6 separate regions of the Mus musculus genome follow, and all the other regions are linked to region 1. A link is a contact called in public capture Hi-C, promoter capture Hi-C and targeted proximity ligation data. All regions are on one chromosome and are shown on one strand. The core of a region is the stretch at or near the end of the contact, and the rest is flanking DNA. Distances in the headings are between cores, read along the strand shown.

Region 1 (2,974 bases), core at 274-2,773:
GGCCATCTCTACCCAGTCACCTTTCTGGAAATTTACATTCTCTAGGTGACCCAAGGCCTACCATTCTATCCAAGAGATTCCTGGTATCAGGGACCCTTAGTGCTGGTGAATGTCTTCCTTGCAAAAGACCCAGTCTCATCTGCATGGGCCTGGGATCCCATATTTCTTACATGACCCTTGGCAGAGGTTGAGACACAGATGGTGGGAAAGCGTCTCGCACAACCTAGATACTCCTCCAAGGCCAGGCTTATCACAGGAAGACGGAGCGCCTGTTATACCCCACTTCTTTACTCTATGGTAATACCTGACGGAGTTTGTTGAGCAGTTCTGGAATGCCAGCCAACCTCTGTGTGGCCCTCTGGAAGTCCCGATACTGGAGTACCAACTGTACCATCTCAGGGTCTCCAGTGCTGACTGCCTCCTGCAGGACTGGAGATGAGCAACTGCTGGGGTAGCCCTCTTAGCGCCCCCAGGCACGGTTACTTACTCCCCCTGCCCCCCATTCACCAACCTGGAAGCTAGTCTCAAGGGAGGACCCTCTGCCCTGCACAGTACCTGCCCAGCCCTGGTGGCTCTCTTTGCCCACGTTGGCATTATGTCGGAGGAGGACTCTCACAGACTCCAAGTTCCCCAAGGTCACAGCAAGCTCCAGGGGGGTTCGCCCTTGGGGGTCCTCCTGCTCAATGTCGTGCTAAGGGAGATGGGTCACTCAATACAAGGCAAGAGAGGGCCAAAGCAAGGAGGTCACTGGATTGAAAAGGGCTGGAGTTACTATGGGTAACCAGGTCAGTGAGAAGATAAGAGTGTGGCCTATGTGGACTGGAAAGTGTCGGGGTAAAGGGGACAGTAAGGGCCAGTGGGAAGGAACTGCTCATTTCTTCTGCCCTCTGCTATCCAGAGTTGAGGGCCTGGTGGTGGAGTCTAGCAAGACAGATTCAGGCTAGGGATGCTGAGAGTTTAGACCAGCTTGAGGGCTAGAACACGGTTCTTGTCCTCATTCTAGCTCAGAGGTGATGAGGGTGAATCCTGAGCTTAACGCAATACGAAGGGGGCAGATAGCAGAGCAAGGCCCAACCAAGGGAGATGCGCTAAACAAATGCTCAAGCTCGAGGGCAGGTGACCAGGGATTTGGAAAGAGCTGGACCTAAGGAGTCAGGATGCAGCTGCGGAGCACAGCAGGGGCGGTGAGCTGCGGAGTAGATTCCGTACTTTGGCACCGGGGCTTGGGGAGGAAACCAACCGAATCGGATCCCCTTCAGGGCCTCACCTTGCGGCTGTGCAGTGCGGCCTCCAGTTCGCGGTGCCGGTTCGCCCAGACTAGCCGGTGCAGCGGGAAGGTGGGGCCCAGGCCGGCCATGCTGGGCTTCAGCACCGCATCCCGAGCGAAAGGCCCAGCCCTTCTTGGCCTGCGCCTGGCACGTCCCCTGCTCCTCCGCTCTGAGCCGCACCTCAGCCGCACCCGCTGCAGCCCCGCGGACCCCTGCTAGAAGCCGCCGCAGCAAGAGCGAAGGCGGCAGGGAGGGCGGGGCGGGGATCTGGGGGCGGGGCTACATGGAGTTAGGGCGTGGCGTCGGGCTTCGCACACCCTCGCCTCCCGTAGCTACGGCAACCACTGCAGGCCTGCGCGCTGGGGGCGGGCGGAGTGTGTGTGGGGTGCTGTCCAGTCTCCAGGGCAACCACATGCGCCCCAGGAACAGCCGGAACTTCATTTTGAAGCGCCATGGTCGGTGGGGTTGTTCCGGAGGGCGGGGCATAGCTGCAGCTCCACCCGTGCCCGCAGGGGGCGCCCCAGGCCCTGGGCAAATCTCTTAGTGGTCAGAAAGGTGAGGGAGGAGGGAACGGAAGGGGAGTGGGGTAGGCTCGGTGGCACTGGGATTGGGCCAGGGTCTGTTGTTCTTGCAGCCCCCCCCGCCCCCACCCCCCCCCACCCCCGCTGACAATGTGTCCTTCTGTCTAGCCCACTCCTGAGTTCCATCAGCACCGACTTGTCTTTTATAGGCGGGTGGGATGGGAAATCTTGACCTCATCCCTGCCAGCACAGGCGCTTAGCTTCTGGAGATGGGCACCCCGCAGCAACCCCTAATGCTGACCAGTCAAAGCTTTCTTTCCCGAGGATCTGTCTGGCCTTGATGCCTGGAAGACAGCAAGGAATCAGGAACAGGAATATTGTTGGGGTTGGGGGACATAAGCTCAGCTTCCTGGCTGGGTGATCGGCCAGGGTGCACGCTACCACCACAGGAGTCCATTTTGCAGAGGCTGCATTTTACTGCCAACAGGGAAGGAAGGAGAATTTCGAAACAAGGCTGGCACTTCCACTCACACAGGATCTAGGGTTCAAGCAGCCAGCCAGCTTAGTTGGGACCCTTGGTTATCTTCAGTCCTACCATGGGTTCTCTGATCCTGGTCTTGCTGGGTGGCGAGGGGGTAAACCAGACTTTCCAAAACTGACTCTGGTCTGTTTCTCTATTTTTAAATCTTACATTCATTTTTGTGTGGGGGTGCTCATGAGTGTGGAGGTGAAAAACCAACTTTTGAGAGTTGGTTCTCTCCCATCCTTTAACTCAGGTTGTCAGGTTTGGCAGCAAACACCTTCATCGGATGGCTCCACCTCCCTATCTGTTAAACTTAGTGTGATGGAGAAAGGCCATCTAACTGAGGTTCCCTTCCTGCCCAAGGATGTCCTCATCTCTTCAGCCTGATTGCCACCTTTCTCCCTGCGATCGGGTGGTTTATAGCAGTCCGGGATCTAGGCTACCCACCGTGTGTGCTGTGGTCAGGTCATCTACGATGTCTGGACTTTGGGAGGAACTCAAGGCCCTGAGCTTCTAAAGGTCCAGAGCTCTGCAGTTAGGTCCTGCTGGTCTCTGCTTCTGTCAGAGACTTCCTCCTCAGCATCGTCACCCTGGCCCTGGACGGCCTAGGACTTGCTGCAGTCTTGAGCATCTCTCCGCCAGTCTTTACTGCTCTGACATCG
Region 2 (2,974 bases), core at 158-2,657, 250 kb before region 1:
ACACTCTTCCTATCTGCACCCGCTGACCTCTCCTGAAGCTGTCTATTGGCCCTCTTTACAGTGCCCCAGACTGCCCTACCCTGCTTCGGGCTCTGATACAGGAAAGGAAACTAGGGAGGCAAAAATACACAAAGCTCCTTTGCCCATCGCTCCCAACCCCCACTCCCCGGGATCTAGGCTCACATAGTTGGTGTAGATGAGGGTGACATATTTGCCGCGAAGGTCCTCCACCCCATCATTCACCATATCCATCTGGGCGGCCTCCCTCTGGTTTTTCCCATAAAGCCCTACGGGTTGAGAGAGACAGCATGACTGATCCCTGATTTCCTCAGGCATGTGGCTGTTGGTAGGTCGAGGTCTTGGGGGAGGGGATATGGGCAGTCATGTGAGACCCGAGCTCATGAAAGGCAACAGGAAGCCATGGCAGGCAGACCACAGATGCAGCCTGAACAAGAATAATCTCTGTGTGTCCCTGTTTTGCTCTGTCAACTCAAAACTAAAAAGGGAGTGGCCAGCTGGGCAGATACCCCCTGAAACAATAACTGATACCCCCCCCACCACCCTGCCCACCAGCTGGACCACCTGGGTTCAGGACTTACCCAAAGAGCGGCCAAGGTGTCTCAAGATGGCATTAGATTGGTAAAGGGTGAGGTCTCCATCCTCAAACTTGGGGAGCTGCCCATACAGCTGGAGGGAGGAACAAGAACCTTGGTGATGCTGCTGCCTCCCAGTCACAGCCCTCCTAAGGCCCTACCTCTGCCCCCTCCACTACGGGTGTCACTCACACAAGTGGGCTTGAGCAAGCCTTGCATCCAGGTATCTATGGTAACCACCTCCTCCTTCCAGCTCTGGCCCTGGTCAGCCAGCAGCATTCGCATGGCCTCACACCGCCCTGTATGGAGTCAGGGTAAGGATTTGGGGACAGCATTCAGGCCCAGCCTCAAAGCAATTTCAAGTACAAGGACCACTTGCAACCAGAAGGAGAATAAAAAATGAACTGGAATTTCTTCATGGAGGATAGGAATGGTGGGCTGCAACCCCTACCCCAGACCTCCCCTTCCTGCAGTCATTTGGTCTTACCTCGAACTGGGAAGTAGACAATGGTGTATGGTGGCACTGGGGTGGACAAGAGAAGAATGTTAGGTAGAAAAGGGGTAATGATTAGGTTTCAGAGTGGTACACTTTCCCACCCCATCTCCCGGGTCCCTTCTCTGGTTTGAAACGCCTCCCCATCCCCCACCCCACGCCCCAGGCTCCTGTTGCAAGCTGCCCGGTGCAAAGAGCGCCAGTCGTGAGCGAGCCCAGGCCCCGACAGCTGCAAGCTGGTTGTCCTGGGAAGCTGTGCGGAGCGGACTCACTGCCTGCTGGGTGCGGATTCAGTGCTGCGTAGACAGAGGGGTACTCAGAGTGAGGACGCACGCGTAGGCCACCGGGCCGCCAGCCTTATAAGGGGCATCGCGCTCCGCCCCGGATGCTGACTCAACACGTTGGAGAGAGAAGCCGGTAGCGGAGCTCTGCAGCTCCCGCCTCCTGCCGGGGACACTCGCTTGTGGGACCCGAGTCTGCAGCGGTGCTGGGTTCATTTTTTGGTCCTGCTCCGAGAAGGGTGTGTCCAGCTCCCTTCCACTTTGTACTGGAGCTGGACAGCTTTCTGCAGCATGTGCAACTCTGTCAGCCTTTTGCCTGTCCCCATCTACCAACCTCTGTAGTAGATTCCACTAGTGGCCATCCTTAACTCACCAACTTCTTTCTCCTCCCAAAGAGCTTCATTTGATCATTTGACCTTCGCCAGGAGTAATCAGAAAATTGTTATCCTAACTCCTCACACTCGACACAAACACCAAATAAATGATAAAAATAAACGAGACTAACAGGGTTGGAGAGATGGTGCAGCAGGTAAAGTACGTACTACACAAGTTCGAGCACCTTCTTCTCACCTCAGCACCTACATAAAAAGGGTGCAGCACGCATACAGAATCCCGACTCTAGTCCAGGTGGTGGCGGAGGCTCTCATCTTTAATCTCAGCACTCAGAAGAGAGGCAGGCAGATCTCTGTGAGTTTGAGGCCAGCCTGGTCTACAGAGTGAATCTCAGGACAGCCAAGGCTACACATGAGATTTTTGTCTTAGGAGAAAAAAAAAAAAAGGAACCCCAGCTCTGTGAGAATAGGGACAAATCTTGAGTTTTGTTAGCTGACCCGTCTAGATGAACAGGTAGGCTCCAGGTTGAGTAAGAGACCCTGTCTCAAAAAAATAAGGTGAAGAAAAAAAATTCATCTGTATGATTCTCCACCTTTAAACAGGCCAATCCAAGCCCCACATAACATAGGTGCACATTTACTGAATCTGGAGTCTTTATTCTGTTATGACATCTCTGTATTGTGTAAAACTTTCATTACATAAAACTGAATGATTTTTCAGTTGGTTTAAAAGAATCACCCCTAGTGACATCTTTTTTAAAGATTTATTTTATGTTTGTGAGTACACTGTAGCTGTCTTCAGACACACCAGAAGAGGGCATCAGATCCCATCACTGATGGTTATGGACCACCATGTGGTTGCTGGGAATTGAACTCAGGACATGTGGAAGAACAGTCAGTGCTCTTAACTGCTGGGCATCTCTTCAGCCCGATAATCCTTCTAATTTTAACTCTCAGGGCTAGTAAGAACAAGACAAAAAAAAAAAAAAAAAAAGAAGAAGCAAACAAAATCCACTAAAAGTTAGATTTCTGTTTAGATAAGATTTTATCTTCTCCTCGGTGTCTTACTTACTCTGAGAACTCTTGTTAACTCACCTTGGCTTGTATGTGTAGGGGGCAACAAAACTCACGTATCACCAGCAAGGTAAGCAGAGGCCCTCTGTACAGTTTGTGACCCTCCACCAGGCCAGCCTCGGGTCACAGTTCCTTAGCCCATCCAAAGCCAGGGAATTAGCTCTGGCCTGCAGCCAGGTGTTGAGTATTCCTGGGACTGAC
Region 3 (2,974 bases), core at 176-2,675, 220 kb before region 1:
TGACCGAAGTGATCTCCCTTTCCTGCCCACCACGCTTGGTCACTAGCCTGTGGCTCCTACATACCAGGATATGGCGATACTGCCGGGCAATGCGTCTGAATAGGTCTTCCAGTCCATCGTTCACCATGTCCACCAGTGCTGCCTCTTGTTGGTCTTTGCCATAGAGCCCTGGGTCAGCGGGCAGGCAGCAGGCTCAGGTTCTGTACTTGTCCCTACATGTCCACTCAGTCTCAGCCTGGGTCTACTCTCTAACCTTAATTGGAGGTCTTCCCTGCCTACCTCTGGGATGTCATTAGAAAAATGATACAAGTTGGAAACTCACAGCCCTGGCTGTACAGACAGCGACCGCCCAGCAGCACACCAGTAGCCTTCTGGAACCTGGGCCCTGCATGATCCTCTAGGGTGACCCAGGTGGGACATTGGTGGCTGCAGGTGAGGCAATTCAAAGCCCCAGGACATTTTGAGGAACATCTCAGGTGTCTCTCAGGGCTTGGCTTCTGGACTCACCGAAGGAGCGGCCCAGGTGCCGTAGGATAGTATTGGATTGGTACAGGGTGAGCTCTCCATCCTGGAACTTGGGGATCTGTCCAAACAACTGGGAGAAGATCCCTCTGTAAGGGGTGCTGAACCTGGCTGCCCCCAATCCTAGACACAGCACCCTAAGGCTGCGCCCCAACCGAATCCCCAAGGGGGAGAGGGAGACAATTACTCACACAGGAAGCCTTGAATGTGCCTTGCTCCCAAACATCCAAGGTCACCACCTCCTCCTTCCAGCTCTGGCCCTGGTCAGCTAGAAGCATGCGCATAACCTCACAGCGCCCTGTATGGGGGTGCAGGATGAGGACACAGCGAAGAGATCTACTCTCAGAGCATCCTGGGAGAGTTTGGGAGAGTGGAAAGCTGACAAGAGGACTACACTAGCTTGGGAGCCTCATAGGGAGGGGAGATATGTGGTGATAGAGGCCATGTCCTAACATTATCTTGGAATGCGAAGACCCAGCCCCACCATGGCACAGGGAAGGAAGGAAAAGTGACAGACAGTGCAGCTATCTACGGAGGCTAAGAGGGCAGTCCTGGCCCCACCAACCACAACTGTAGTCCTGCCCCAGGTCTCTGTCCCGGCCCGGCCCCAATACAGTCTTGGTCACGCCCTTCCTACACCACTGTTGGGGATTCCCAGGAATGACCCAGAAGACTATTGTTTGTGCCCTTCGTCTTGAAAGTGCTGAGGCCACACCTCGGGAAGGGAAATAGACGATGGTGTAAGGTGGCACTAGGAGAGATAGACAAAAAGCACGATGAAGGAGGACCTTGCCTGGGCTGCAGGGCCAAGGAGCGGTTAGTAGCAGGGGTGAGGTGGGGGTATAATTGCCCCCGCCCTTGCCTCCAGGTTTCTCCTTACTGTTGGGCGGATACAGTGTGGTGCAAGCTCAGCAGGAAGAGAGGAAGTGATCGGGGCCTTATATTGACAGGAAGACTCCACCTCCTCAGACATCCCACACTGCCCCAGAAACAGACCAAGTCCTGGTGTTCAGTGTACCAGCTTCCTGGCAGACGTGGTGGGGGAGGGCAGACTCACCTTTCTATCTGTGGTGCAATATGCTACTGGAGTTTTGCAAGAGGCACACATGGTCACATGATAAGCCTCCCACTTAACACGCCCAAACCACTCGGTTTCTTGTGTGCTCAGGGGTTTGGACAGTGCCTTATATGCAGGTAGGCCTCTACCAACAGTACATGGTATAATAATAAGTGCTCCTTGTAAAAATAAGGCAATGTAGAGGAGCCGTGGTTAATCCCAGCACTTGGGAGGAGGCAGAAGCAAGAGGATCTCTGAGTTCAGCCCAGTCCGTCTGGTCGACAGAGTTCCAGGACAGCCAGGGCTCCAAAGAGAAACCATGTTTATAAATGACAAAAAATAAATAATAACAATAACCATAATAATGGCAGTGTCACCTGGAGTGATGGCACACACCTTTAATTGCAGCACTCAAAGTACAAAGGAAGGTCGGGCGGCACGCCTTTAATCCCAGCACTTGGGAGGCAGAGGCAGGCAGATTTCTGAGTTCGAGGCCAGCCTGGTCTACAAAGTGAGTTCCAGGACAGCCAGGGCTATACAAAGAAACTCTGTCTCGAAAAAAAAAAAAAAAAGTACAAAGAGAGGCAGCCCTTTCGAATTCAAGGCCAGACTGGTCTACAACCAAGATCACCAAGCCAGCCAGAGCTATATAGCAACCAAGCCAGCCAGAGCTATATAGCAAGAGCCTGTCTTTTCAAGAAAAGAATAAAGGGATTTAAAAAAAATTTTTTTAAAGATTTATTTATTATTATAAATGAGTACACTGCAGCTGTATTTAGACACACCAGAAGATGGCATCAGATCTCACTATGGGTGGTTGTGAGCTACCATGTGGTTGCTGGGATTTGAACTCAGGACCTTTGGGAGAGCAGTCAGTGCTCTTACTCGCTGAGCCATCTCACCAGCCCTAAAATTTTTTTTAAATATTTATTTATTTATCACATGCAAGCACACTGCAGCTGTCCTCAGACACACCAGAAGAGGGCATCCAATCCCACCACAGATGGCCGTGAGCTACCATGCAGTCGCCGGGACCTGAACTCAAGACCTCCAAAACAGCAGCCAATGCTCCCAACCACTGAGCCATCCCTCCAGCCCCCCCTTTTTTTTTAAATAAAGGGATTTTAACTAATGAACTATCCCCTCCTCTCTTGGTGATGCTATAACAGAAAACTCTTAGCAAAGAGTTAAGCCTTACATGTACCAGTCCTCAAGGCTAGCACTGTTCCTTGTTTGTAGAGAAATTGAAACAAAGAATTGACGTGGCATGCCCAAGGTCACTCAGCTAGTAAACAGGATTTAAACTTGTTTGGTCTGGTTAGTTCCCTGGGAACCTCATGTCTGTCTGTCTGTCTTCTATCTATCATCTATGCATCTGTCTATCTATCTATCTAT
Region 4 (2,974 bases), core at 189-2,688, 190 kb after region 1:
CACAACACTTTCCGGATGGATAACCACATCCTGGTGCCATCCCCCAGACACCCGCAGGAACCACAGTGCAGACTGGCTGGGGGTGGGTGACAGCTGACACTGGGCACCTACTATGTGCCAGCATAGTATCAGGGGGGACTTGCCTTGTGCTCAGGAAATGCCCCCAGAGAGTCCAGGGTTCCCTGTCAGCCCTGGAAATGTAGGGAGGGGTGGCCTAGCAGCTGAGACTCCAGCCCTTCAAGGTGTGAAAAGTGACTTGCCCCATCCAAGTCACTAGCAAGCACTTAGTAGGATGAAGCCAGGTTTGGACCCCAGGCTGGGAGGTCCCACTCTTCTGGGCTGCTTGAGAAAGATTTCACATTGCTCAGAGAGGACTGGAAATGGGGGTTGGGGTTGGGATTGGGGGTGGGGTGGGGTGAGGTGAGTGTATAATTGTAATTGTCCTGGCCTTACTGGGTGCATTGTTAACACCTAGGTGGGTTTCCTTCCCTTGCCTTTCTTAGTTTCTAATAAGGACTACTTCTGAGGCTCTGCAAACTCTGCACCCTGGCTAAACAGCTCAGGTGCTTGTTTCCCAGGTTCTTCTCAACGGATTTGTCCCCATCAACTGTAAGGCGAGACAGTCTTTTAGCAGCACCATGCCCACCAAAGAGAAAGGCTCAGGGCTCCTTCACCTACAATGCCGTTTACTGCCCCCATGTTCAGCTCCCGTCTATACACAGCTTCGAGTGAAGCTCAAGGAACCCTTAGGTTCTTCCCGTAGGCCTCCTGGAGAAGAGATGCGACGCGCCCCCTACGATGCAGATCCTCATACCCTCACACCACACTGGAATTTTGGGAGGGGGCACTGGCCAGGGACCCCCAACGGGATGTAAGGTCAGGGGCAGTTAGGACAGCCAAGGTGTTGAGTGTGAAGGTGAGGGGTGTGTGCGGTGTGCGAGCTCAGGGGAGGTGTGTAAACAGCCGGGTGAACCGCGTGTGTGCACATGGGGGCCGGGCGAGCTGGCGCCAGGCGATGCGCAGTGCGCGGAGTGGCTGGGCCGGGGAAGGGCGCCGGGCGTGCTCTGTGCCCCGCGTTGGTGTGCCAGCGCAGCGCGGGGGTGCAGACGTACGGAGTGTGAGGGGCCCCGGGTTTCGGGCTTAAGAAGAGGGACTGAGTGCGTCCGCCCGTCCATGCCCAGGGCGCTTGTGCCTGCCGCGCTCTGTGTGGGGGCCAGGGTGCCTACTCACCCGGGGTTCCGCGGAGGGGACGCGGGTCCGACTCCTGGTTCTATCTCTGCTCCCACGCTGGCCTCCCGCAGTTGGCTCTCACAGGCGCTCGGCCGCCCGCTGCTACGCCACCCCTGCAGTGTAGCGGGGCGCTCGTCTCCTGCTGGAGCCTCGCCTCACCGATGGGGGCTCCGCGGGGCCCGGCGGCCGAATGGAGCAGCGCCGCAGTCCGGGCACGCTCCCAGGAGCCCGCCGCGCGCTCCCTCGCGCTCGCCCGCCCGCTCGCCTGCTCCTTCTTGAATTTAAAGTGACAACCCCGAGCGCTCTCTCTACTCCAAGGAGCAGAGCAGCGCTGCGAGGATCTAGTCGGAGATCCCCAAGCGCGTGAGGGTCCTGGGGGGGGGGGGGGCAGCCAAGTTGGACCCTGGGATCGCAGGCTTGTGGATGTGTTGGGTAGGGAACCCTGTGCTCACCAGGGGCGCACCCCACTCCCTTTATGTTGTTCTCCTTCTAGGCCTCAGTTTCTTTATCTGTAAAACGGACTCAAGAGAGTCACACACACACACACACACTCACAAAATCAGACCAGCGAGCAGCGCAGCCAGCAGTATTCCCTTCTCTGAATGGCTGATATTTCCTTCCATGATTGAGTTGTGATTGTACGCTATACCAGTCCAGGTCACTTACCGACATCATCTTTTGTAATCTCTGCAATGACCTCATCGGCGGCCACTCCATTTATTTATTTATTTTTTTTGAGATAAGGCCCAGGGTGGATATGAAGGCCAAATGACTTCAAAGTCTTTTTTTTTTTTTTTTTTTTTTTTTTTTTTTTTTTTTTTTTAGAGAGAGAGAGAGGGAGAATGGGAGAATGAATCACTTTATAGCCCTAGCTGTCCTGGAAATCACTAAGTAGATCAGGCTGGCCTTGCTCGAACTCACAGAGATATCAGCCTCTGTCTCCCAATTGCTGGGACTAAAGGCATGTGCCACCACACCTGACTTTCTTTTTTAACCTCTTAAGGGTCATACTTTCTCTTCCAAGGAATGAATGAATCATTCAGGAGATATTTATGACGCTCTCACCCAGGCTCTCGGCACAGTGCCAGGCGTGGGCGATCTTCCGGGAACAAGGGACAGGTCCCCTCCCTGCCCGCGCAGTCTGGCAGGAAGATAAGTCGGGTATTAGGAGAGGCTGGGTGTTGCCCTTCAGGAGGGGGCGGCGGGGCACCTGTTCTGGACACAGTGACCAGAACAGCGAGCTGGGAAGACACCTGACTAGGCCTCCAGGAGGATCTGGAGTCTGGGAGAGAAGTTGACAATCTCATGGAGAGCCAATACCAAAAGGCTGGGTTGTCTGAGAGTAGTGTGGAGAGCAGACAGACAAGCTTGGTCCAGAAAACCAAAGGGAGGTTGCAACTTCACCCTCACCTATAGGGGGCACCATCATTTTCTGGACCTGAAAAAGAAGTGAGTTCTGTCTTGGAGCTAGGGATTGGACCATGGACATTTGGTGCCATTTCCCATTTAACTAACCTTCAAGGCTACTTATAGCTTTGGCAAGACTGAACCCATTTTCGTTTTTAATTTTTTTTTTTTTTTTTTAAGAGTGCTTCCTGGGCAGCGGTGGCACACGCTTTTTTTTTTTTTTTTAAAGATTTATTTATTTATTATATGTAAGTATACTGTAGCTGTCTTTAGACACTCCAGAAGAGGGAGTCAGATCTCGTTACAGATGGTTGTGAGCCACCATGTGGTTGCTGGG
Region 5 (2,974 bases), core at 220-2,719, 160 kb before region 1:
CTACCACTAAGCCCCATCCTTAACCCTGGTGGTGTTACACTTATTTCTGTATTTGGGGGCTCACATGTGACATCATGCTTGTATGAGGTCAGAGGACAACCTGCAGAAGTCACTTCTCTCCTTCTACCATCTGGGTCCTGGGGATCTGACCCAGGCCATCAGGTTGGCAGCAAGCACTCTATCCACTAAGCCACCTCACCAGCAGAAGACGGTCCCCCCTCCTGAGCCCCAGTGATTGTTTAATCCTGCCTGCTTCTATTTACCACGTGCCCCTGCTCACAGATTAGTCTTATATTAGTTTATCCTAAGCTTTTCCATCTAGCATCCCTCTTGCCAGGCTCCTTCCAAAGCCTGTTCTCTATCTCCATCTCTCTAATTTTAAGACAGGGTCTCATTGAGTGTCCTGAGCTGGCCTTGAACTCATGCTGTAGCCCAGCTTCACCAGCGGCTGAGACTGTAGGCATGGGCCACCAGGCCCAGCTTGTAGATCCCCTTTTCAAGCACAGCTGATCACTACCACCACATGCCTGCCCTCTGCTCTCAGCATTTACCCCTCACCACATCAGACTAGACTCTCTGCCTGCTGGCTTAACACCACTGGCCAGAGGGCATACATTCATTCACAGAATTCTTGCTTTTGGCTTCACTGGTATCAGCTCCACAACTGTGATTAGAGATCTACAGCAACAAAGCAGGGGAACCTAGAGGTATGGAGTGCCTTAGGGAGGGGCACCTGAACTTGGTGCCCAGATATAAAAGCAATGCTACCATCTATCAGAACGCTGACATAGGAGTTTGGTCTGGAAAACTGGATCTCTGGGACTCTGTGTTTTTTTTAGTTCCAGGACCTCAGTTTCCCTATGTAAACAATGAGAATTGTCCTAGATGGTTTCAGAAGGCCCCTTTACTCAAAACTGCATGAGCTTTGAACCTTCAGGTACGGGTATCAGCACTGAGGTCACACCCACACCAAACCATTTTGAGATGACTGACACCCACCCCTGTCCAATGCAGTCCTAAAGCAAAGCCAAGGGGCGGAGTAGACATATCTGAATTAACTCCCACTTAAATCCAGACCAATCAGCGTCGAGCTCGGCATGTGAGAGGTAGCCTGACTGGCAGCTGCTCTCTGGGCATGCGCAACCTCTCACCTACGGCCTCCTCCCGCCTCGCATGCGCACCGCGCTTCAGAAGAGACGCTGGGAAAGTGGGGAGAGGATGGACACAAACCTTAGTGCCATCCTGAAAGTCCGGCAACTCTCCTCGGCCCTCCTGTATCACACGCTTTTGGATCCCGTCCTCTCGAAGTCTTGCGATGAGATCCGCCATCCTCCTTCCCCGCTGCTCCCTTTCGGCAACTTCCGGACTCGCTCGGTAGCTTCCGGACCTGTTTCGGCAACTCCTAGCGCCTCGGCAGCTTCTGAGCAAGCGCCATTTTGACTGAGGGCAGAAGCCAAAAAAGGGAGGGAATGAAGAAAAGAGCCGTGATTGGTTCCTAATGCTACGGCTTTAACGCGGCACTGGGGGCGGAGCCTGAGCCTGCTTAGGGGCGGGCCTTTGGTTGTCCCTCCCCTGCCAGTTGTGCTTAGTTGGCTTTATAGGGGTTGCAGCTCTCCTAGCTGTGTGCCACTCCATTTAAGTTGTAGATGCCCTATTATCGGCACTTCAGTTAGAAAAATGAAAAACGAAAAACACCGCTTCACCTGTGTATTCCCTTTGGGCCTTTTTTGTTTTGCTTTGTTTTGTTTTTTAGAGGCAGGGTTTCTCTGTGTAGCCCTGGCTGTCCTGGAACTCACTTTGTAGACCAGGCTGGCCTCAAACTCAGAAATCCGCCTGCCTCTGCCTCCCAAGTGCTGGGATTAAAGGCGTGCGCCACCACCGCCCGGCCCCTTTGGCCCTTTTATTTTGCATACTTTAGCATAAGTTATAACATCTAGATTCTGGACTCTAGATTCACTTGTCTTAAGAAAAAAAAGGAAGGAAACCCGGTGTGGTGACACATACTTCTCTGTAGTGTCTTCATCCCTTATATCATAACCAGGAAGATTATTTTCTTTCCCCTGAGCCCCAAGTCACATACTCTGACTGCTTCACTTTCCAGCAAAAAGTCTTGAGGGGCTGGAGAGATGGCTCAGCAGTTAAGGGCACTGACTGCTCTTCCAGAGATCATGAGTTCAAATCCCAGCAACCACATGGTGGCTCACAACCATCTGTAATGAGATCTGATGCCCACTTCTGGTGTGTCTGAAGATAGCTACAGTGTACTTATATAATAAATAAATAAATAAATCTTAAAAAAAAAAAGTCCTCAGAGAGGGGACTTTCTGAAGGGAAGAGGAAACATGCTTGGGTTTGTTTTCTATCAACACAGAGAGCTTACAGGCGAGCTAAGTAGTCTGCTGTACTCATCTTGCAGAAAGTACAACAGAAGGAAAGCTGACCGATATGGCTGATAAGTATACACCAGAGCATGAAAGATGTAGATAGATAAAAATAATAACATATTATCCAGGTTGTTGTGGTACACGCCTTTAACCCCAGCACTTGGGAGGCAAAGGCAGGTGGATCTCTGAGTTCAAGTTCAGATTGGCCTACAGAGGGAGTTCCAAGACAGCAAGAGAAACCCTGTCTTGAAAAACTAATGATAACAACAATAACAACAACAATAATAATAAATAAAATGTTAAGCTAGGGACTGAGAGTGTAGCTCAGTGTTGGAACATTTGCCTAGCATTTGAGAGGTCCTGGGTTCTTTCTCTAGCATACACACACACACAAATTAAGCTAATTTAATACACTACATAATCCTATCAGTATTCTCAGTGAAATATCAGTCACGAAAAAAATAGCGTATGGCCTGGAGTGATGACTCAGCAGTTAAGAGCACTGTACTTCTTTAGAGAATGTAAGTTCCATTCTCCACACCCACATAGCAATTCATAACCTTCTGTGAGTCCAGTTCCAGAAGACAATA
Region 6 (2,974 bases), core at 202-2,701, 130 kb before region 1:
GGAGTGCACAAGACAAAGTCCCTGTCTTTCCTTTGCTGGCATGAATCTTAGCAGGGTGCCAAATAATTACACAATGTAGCATCTGGGACTAAGAACGATTAATGGGAACCAGGAACAGGAAGAACTGGGTGAGAGGAGAGCTCAGAAAGACCCACAGGGGAAGTGACACTTGAGGCCTGGGGTCATTGAGGGATGAAGCCTTCCCAAGGCTAGGAAGAGCTTCCAGAAGGAAGAAGGGAGCAGGATGTGTTAGCCTGAGGTGGGAACTGAGGTTTGCTGTCACTGGGACACGTGCTGAGAGGGGACAGTGCTGGGTGCCCTGGGGTCAGACAGGAATTCTGACATAGGAACATGGAACTATGGATTTTATTTGAAGTGGGGTGATGTGGGGGGTGGGGGTGGTACTTAGAACTGTAGCCACCTGGCATCATATGGGCTTCCCTGTGAACATCTGCTACCCAAGTCAAGCCACACTCCTGCCTCCCTAGCTCCAGGTTTTACAAACAGTGAGAAATCCCAAGACATTGGAAATAACAAAGTTGGGCTGAATCCCAGCTGGGAGGTCTCAATCAAGCACCTGTCCTCTCTAGGCCTGTTTCTTCAGAGTATAGTGACCACTGAGGTGGGACACAAGTCCACTTAGCCTCCCACACACAGTTGGGGCCTCATGAAGGCTAAACAAAGCACCTTTACCTCTGCCCTGCCTCTTCCCACGTCCCTCTTCCCTTTCTGGGAAAGACGGCCTCGTATCACCACTGGTTACTGGAGGTAGACACAGAGGAATAGTGTTCTCTTACTACAGTGGGTCCTAACAGGGACACCTACGTCCTCCAGGATGAGAGGAGATAGGGCAAATATGAGGAGGCAAATCCAGGCTCTGATGGGATGGAGGAGAGAAAGGACATGCATTATGCATGGGATCCACTGTCATCCTCTACTTCGATTTTCTCTAAGCCAGAGCAGGAGCCACAGGAGTCCATCAAGATGTAAGAGATTGCCTTTCACCTCTTCAATGTACATATCTGACATCAGGAACCCCCCAACTTTAAAACCCATACCTATGGCAGGGTGTGGTGGCACATGCCTTTAATCCTTGCACAGATATCTGTAAGTTCTTTGCTAGTTCCAGGCCAGCAAGTATGCAGAGTAACAACCTGTCTCAAACACAAAACAAAAAACACGTGAAAACATTGGAGGCGGAGCGAGAGAATACTTTTGGGTAGAACTGGGTAGGGAAATCAGAGGGCAGGCTTCACCCCACCTCAAGAGACTCGCACAGTCTGTACCCGCGGCTCCAAGCAGGCCCGCCCCTTTCAACAAGCAGCCCAGGGCCTGGCGACTAGGCCTTGCCCCGTGGGCGGGACATCCTAAAGCCCCGCCTTCTGCGCGTGACCTTGCCCCGCCCCCGCCTCCCTCGGCTATCACTTCCTGATTCCCGCTTCCTGCTTCCCAGAGGCCGGGATCCGGAGCCGCCCGAGGTCGCCGCCGCAGTCCCCGGCGCCCCTGGGGAGCGGAGAGCGGTGAGCGGTGAGCGGTGAGAGCGGCAGGGACGGACTAGGGGCGCAGACGTGGGCCTGGGGCAGGGGGCGCGAGCCGGAAGAGCGCCTCGCCCCACCTTCATTCCCGACTCCCTCCCACCCCCCAGCCGCCCCTCTCTCCCTTTCTGGGCTGGGATCTTTGGAAGTTGGGTTCCTGGTTCACTTGGACCGTGCTCCAAGGCCACTTTGAGGACCTGGCAGTATCCTCGACCCCTGTTCAGCCAGGGTCCCTAGGCCCGACTTCTGCAGCTCTTTGCACAGTCCCCGGGACTGAGCTGCGGCCTTGCTAGACCAACCAACCCCTTTTGCTGCCTCTTCTCCCCATCACCCAGCCTTCAAACTCTGGGTGTGGAAAGCGCCTTGGAACCATCTGGGACCTACAGAAGATCTAAATTCTGTCTCCCTTTCAGCAGCACACACACACTCAGACCCCTAGCCAGGGAGGGGATGGGGAGGCAGAGAGTGTTGGTCTGCACCTATGAGCCCTTTCTATAACTGGGGAAATAGAGACTCCCAGCTAACGCTGGACCAATTTCCTGGTGACATGCTCTGTGTGTCTCTTTGGAGAGCAGAGCTGATTCAGGTGTCTCTGCCCTCACAGACATGTCCTTCCGAAAAGTTGTGCGGCAGAGCAAATTCCGGCATGTATTCGGTCAGCCGGTCAAGAATGACCAGTGCTATGAGGACATTCGAGTGTCCCGAGTTACCTGGGACAGCACCTTCTGCGCAGTCAACCCCAAGTTCCTGGCAGTGATTGTGGAAGCCAGTGGTGGAGGCGCCTTTATGGTGCTTCCTCTAAACAAGGTGGGCCTCAGCGGGTCAGGGTGGAGAGGACATCTGAGGACACTCTGGTCACACCTGTGGGCAGGGCAGTTTGTGCCACTTCTTGGCCCGTGGCTACTGATGGATTGTTGATGGAAGTAGAAAAAGTGTTTATTGCCACCAAGTGTGGATAAGAGGCTGCAGCAGGCATTTCCTCATATGCTGGGTGGAGCAGACACATCTGGGCCACCAGGAACCAGGGCAGTCACATTATTCTTGCACCTTGGAGGGCCCATAGATACTGGGAGGAATGGAGGTCGGGACTTTGGGTTCTTCTCTGACTGCTCTTCATGACTACAGACGGGCCGCATTGACAAGGCCTACCCGACAGTGTGTGGGCACACGGGGCCTGTTCTGGATATTGACTGGTGTCCCCACAATGATGAAGTCATTGCCAGTGGATCAGAGGACTGCACTGTCATGGTGAGCAAAGGACCGTTCAAGTCAGGGTCTCAGGGTGTGGCTGAAGGATGCTGGCAGCAGGGGCAAGCACAGGCCTGAGCCCATGCTCCGTCTCCCTACCGCAGGTATGGCAGATTCCAGAAAATGGGCTGACCTCCCCTCTGACAGAGCCAGTAGTGGTGCTCGAGGGGCATACCAAGCGCGTGGGCATT

The links. Capture Hi-C pulls out chosen DNA fragments and counts their contacts.
Region 2: a targeted proximity ligation map of pancreatic cancer cells shows a contact between it and region 1. A contact is called at or near these places in 2 of 39 promoter capture datasets (hippocampal neurons and stem cell-derived epiblast-like cells), 1 of 484 Hi-C or Micro-C datasets (B cells), 7 of 130 datasets of targeted methods (the NIH/3T3 cell line, embryonic stem cells, pancreatic cancer cells and 1 more) and 2 of 9 other capture datasets (adipose tissue and liver).
Region 3: a capture Hi-C map of embryonic stem cells shows a contact between it and region 1, with 2.5 times the contacts expected there. A contact is called at or near these places in 5 of 39 promoter capture datasets (the 3T3-L1 cell line, embryonic stem cells, hippocampal neurons and 1 more), 1 of 484 Hi-C or Micro-C datasets (B cells), 9 of 130 datasets of targeted methods (bone marrow-derived macrophages, double positive thymocytes, embryonic stem cells and 2 more) and 3 of 9 other capture datasets (adipose tissue, embryonic stem cells and liver).
Region 4: a contact with region 1 is called in a targeted proximity ligation map of pancreatic cancer cells. A contact is called at or near these places in 2 of 130 datasets of targeted methods (the NIH/3T3 cell line and pancreatic cancer cells) and 1 of 9 other capture datasets (adipose tissue).
Region 5: a promoter capture Hi-C map of adipose tissue shows a contact between it and region 1. A contact is called at or near these places in 3 of 39 promoter capture datasets (the C10 cell line, liver and pre-B cells), 8 of 484 Hi-C or Micro-C datasets (B cells, CD4 T cells, CD8 T cells and 4 more), 10 of 130 datasets of targeted methods (the 230-238 cell line, the NIH/3T3 cell line, bone marrow-derived macrophages and 5 more) and 3 of 9 other capture datasets (adipose tissue, liver and pancreatic islet).
Region 6: a contact with region 1 is called in a targeted proximity ligation map of pancreatic cancer cells. A contact is called at or near these places in 1 of 39 promoter capture datasets (pre-B cells), 4 of 484 Hi-C or Micro-C datasets (B cells, embryonic stem cells, liver and 1 more), 5 of 130 datasets of targeted methods (the NIH/3T3 cell line, embryonic stem cells and pancreatic cancer cells) and 3 of 9 other capture datasets (adipose tissue, liver and pancreatic islet).

Annotation. Positions count from the first base shown.
Region 1 is chr19:4,281,614-4,284,587 of GRCm38.p6, forward strand. It overlaps Ankrd13d (ankyrin repeat domain 13 family, member D), which reads right to left and starts at 1,524. Exons shown (of 15, transcript NM_026720.2): 1 at 1,268-1,524; 2 at 556-691; 3 at 305-429. The coding sequence starts at 1,357.
Region 2 is chr19:4,036,505-4,039,478 of GRCm38.p6, forward strand. It overlaps Gstp1 (glutathione S-transferase, pi 1), which reads right to left and starts at 1,408. Exons shown (of 7, transcript NM_013541.1): 1 at 1,359-1,408; 2 at 1,081-1,116; 3 at 786-892; 4 at 600-687; 5 at 184-287. The coding sequence starts at 1,359.
Region 3 is chr19:4,058,022-4,060,995 of GRCm38.p6, forward strand. It overlaps Gstp3 (glutathione S-transferase pi 3), which reads right to left and starts at 1,426. Exons shown (of 7, transcript NM_144869.3): 1 at 1,403-1,426; 2 at 1,238-1,273; 3 at 714-820; 4 at 508-595; 5 at 65-168. The coding sequence starts at 1,403.
Region 4 is chr19:4,475,705-4,478,678 of GRCm38.p6, forward strand. It overlaps Syt12 (synaptotagmin XII), which reads right to left and starts at 1,439. Exons shown (of 8, transcript NM_134164.5): 1 at 1,231-1,439.
Region 5 is chr19:4,120,106-4,123,079 of GRCm38.p6, forward strand. It overlaps Aip (aryl-hydrocarbon receptor-interacting protein), which reads right to left and starts at 1,470. Exons shown (of 6, transcript NM_001276284.1): 1 at 1,231-1,470. The coding sequence starts at 1,329.
Region 6 is chr19:4,147,203-4,150,176 of GRCm38.p6, forward strand. It overlaps Coro1b (coronin, actin binding protein 1B), which reads left to right and starts at 1,452. Exons shown (of 11, transcript NM_011778.3): 1 at 1,452-1,534; 2 at 2,140-2,342; 3 at 2,661-2,783; 4 at 2,888-2,974. The coding sequence starts at 2,142.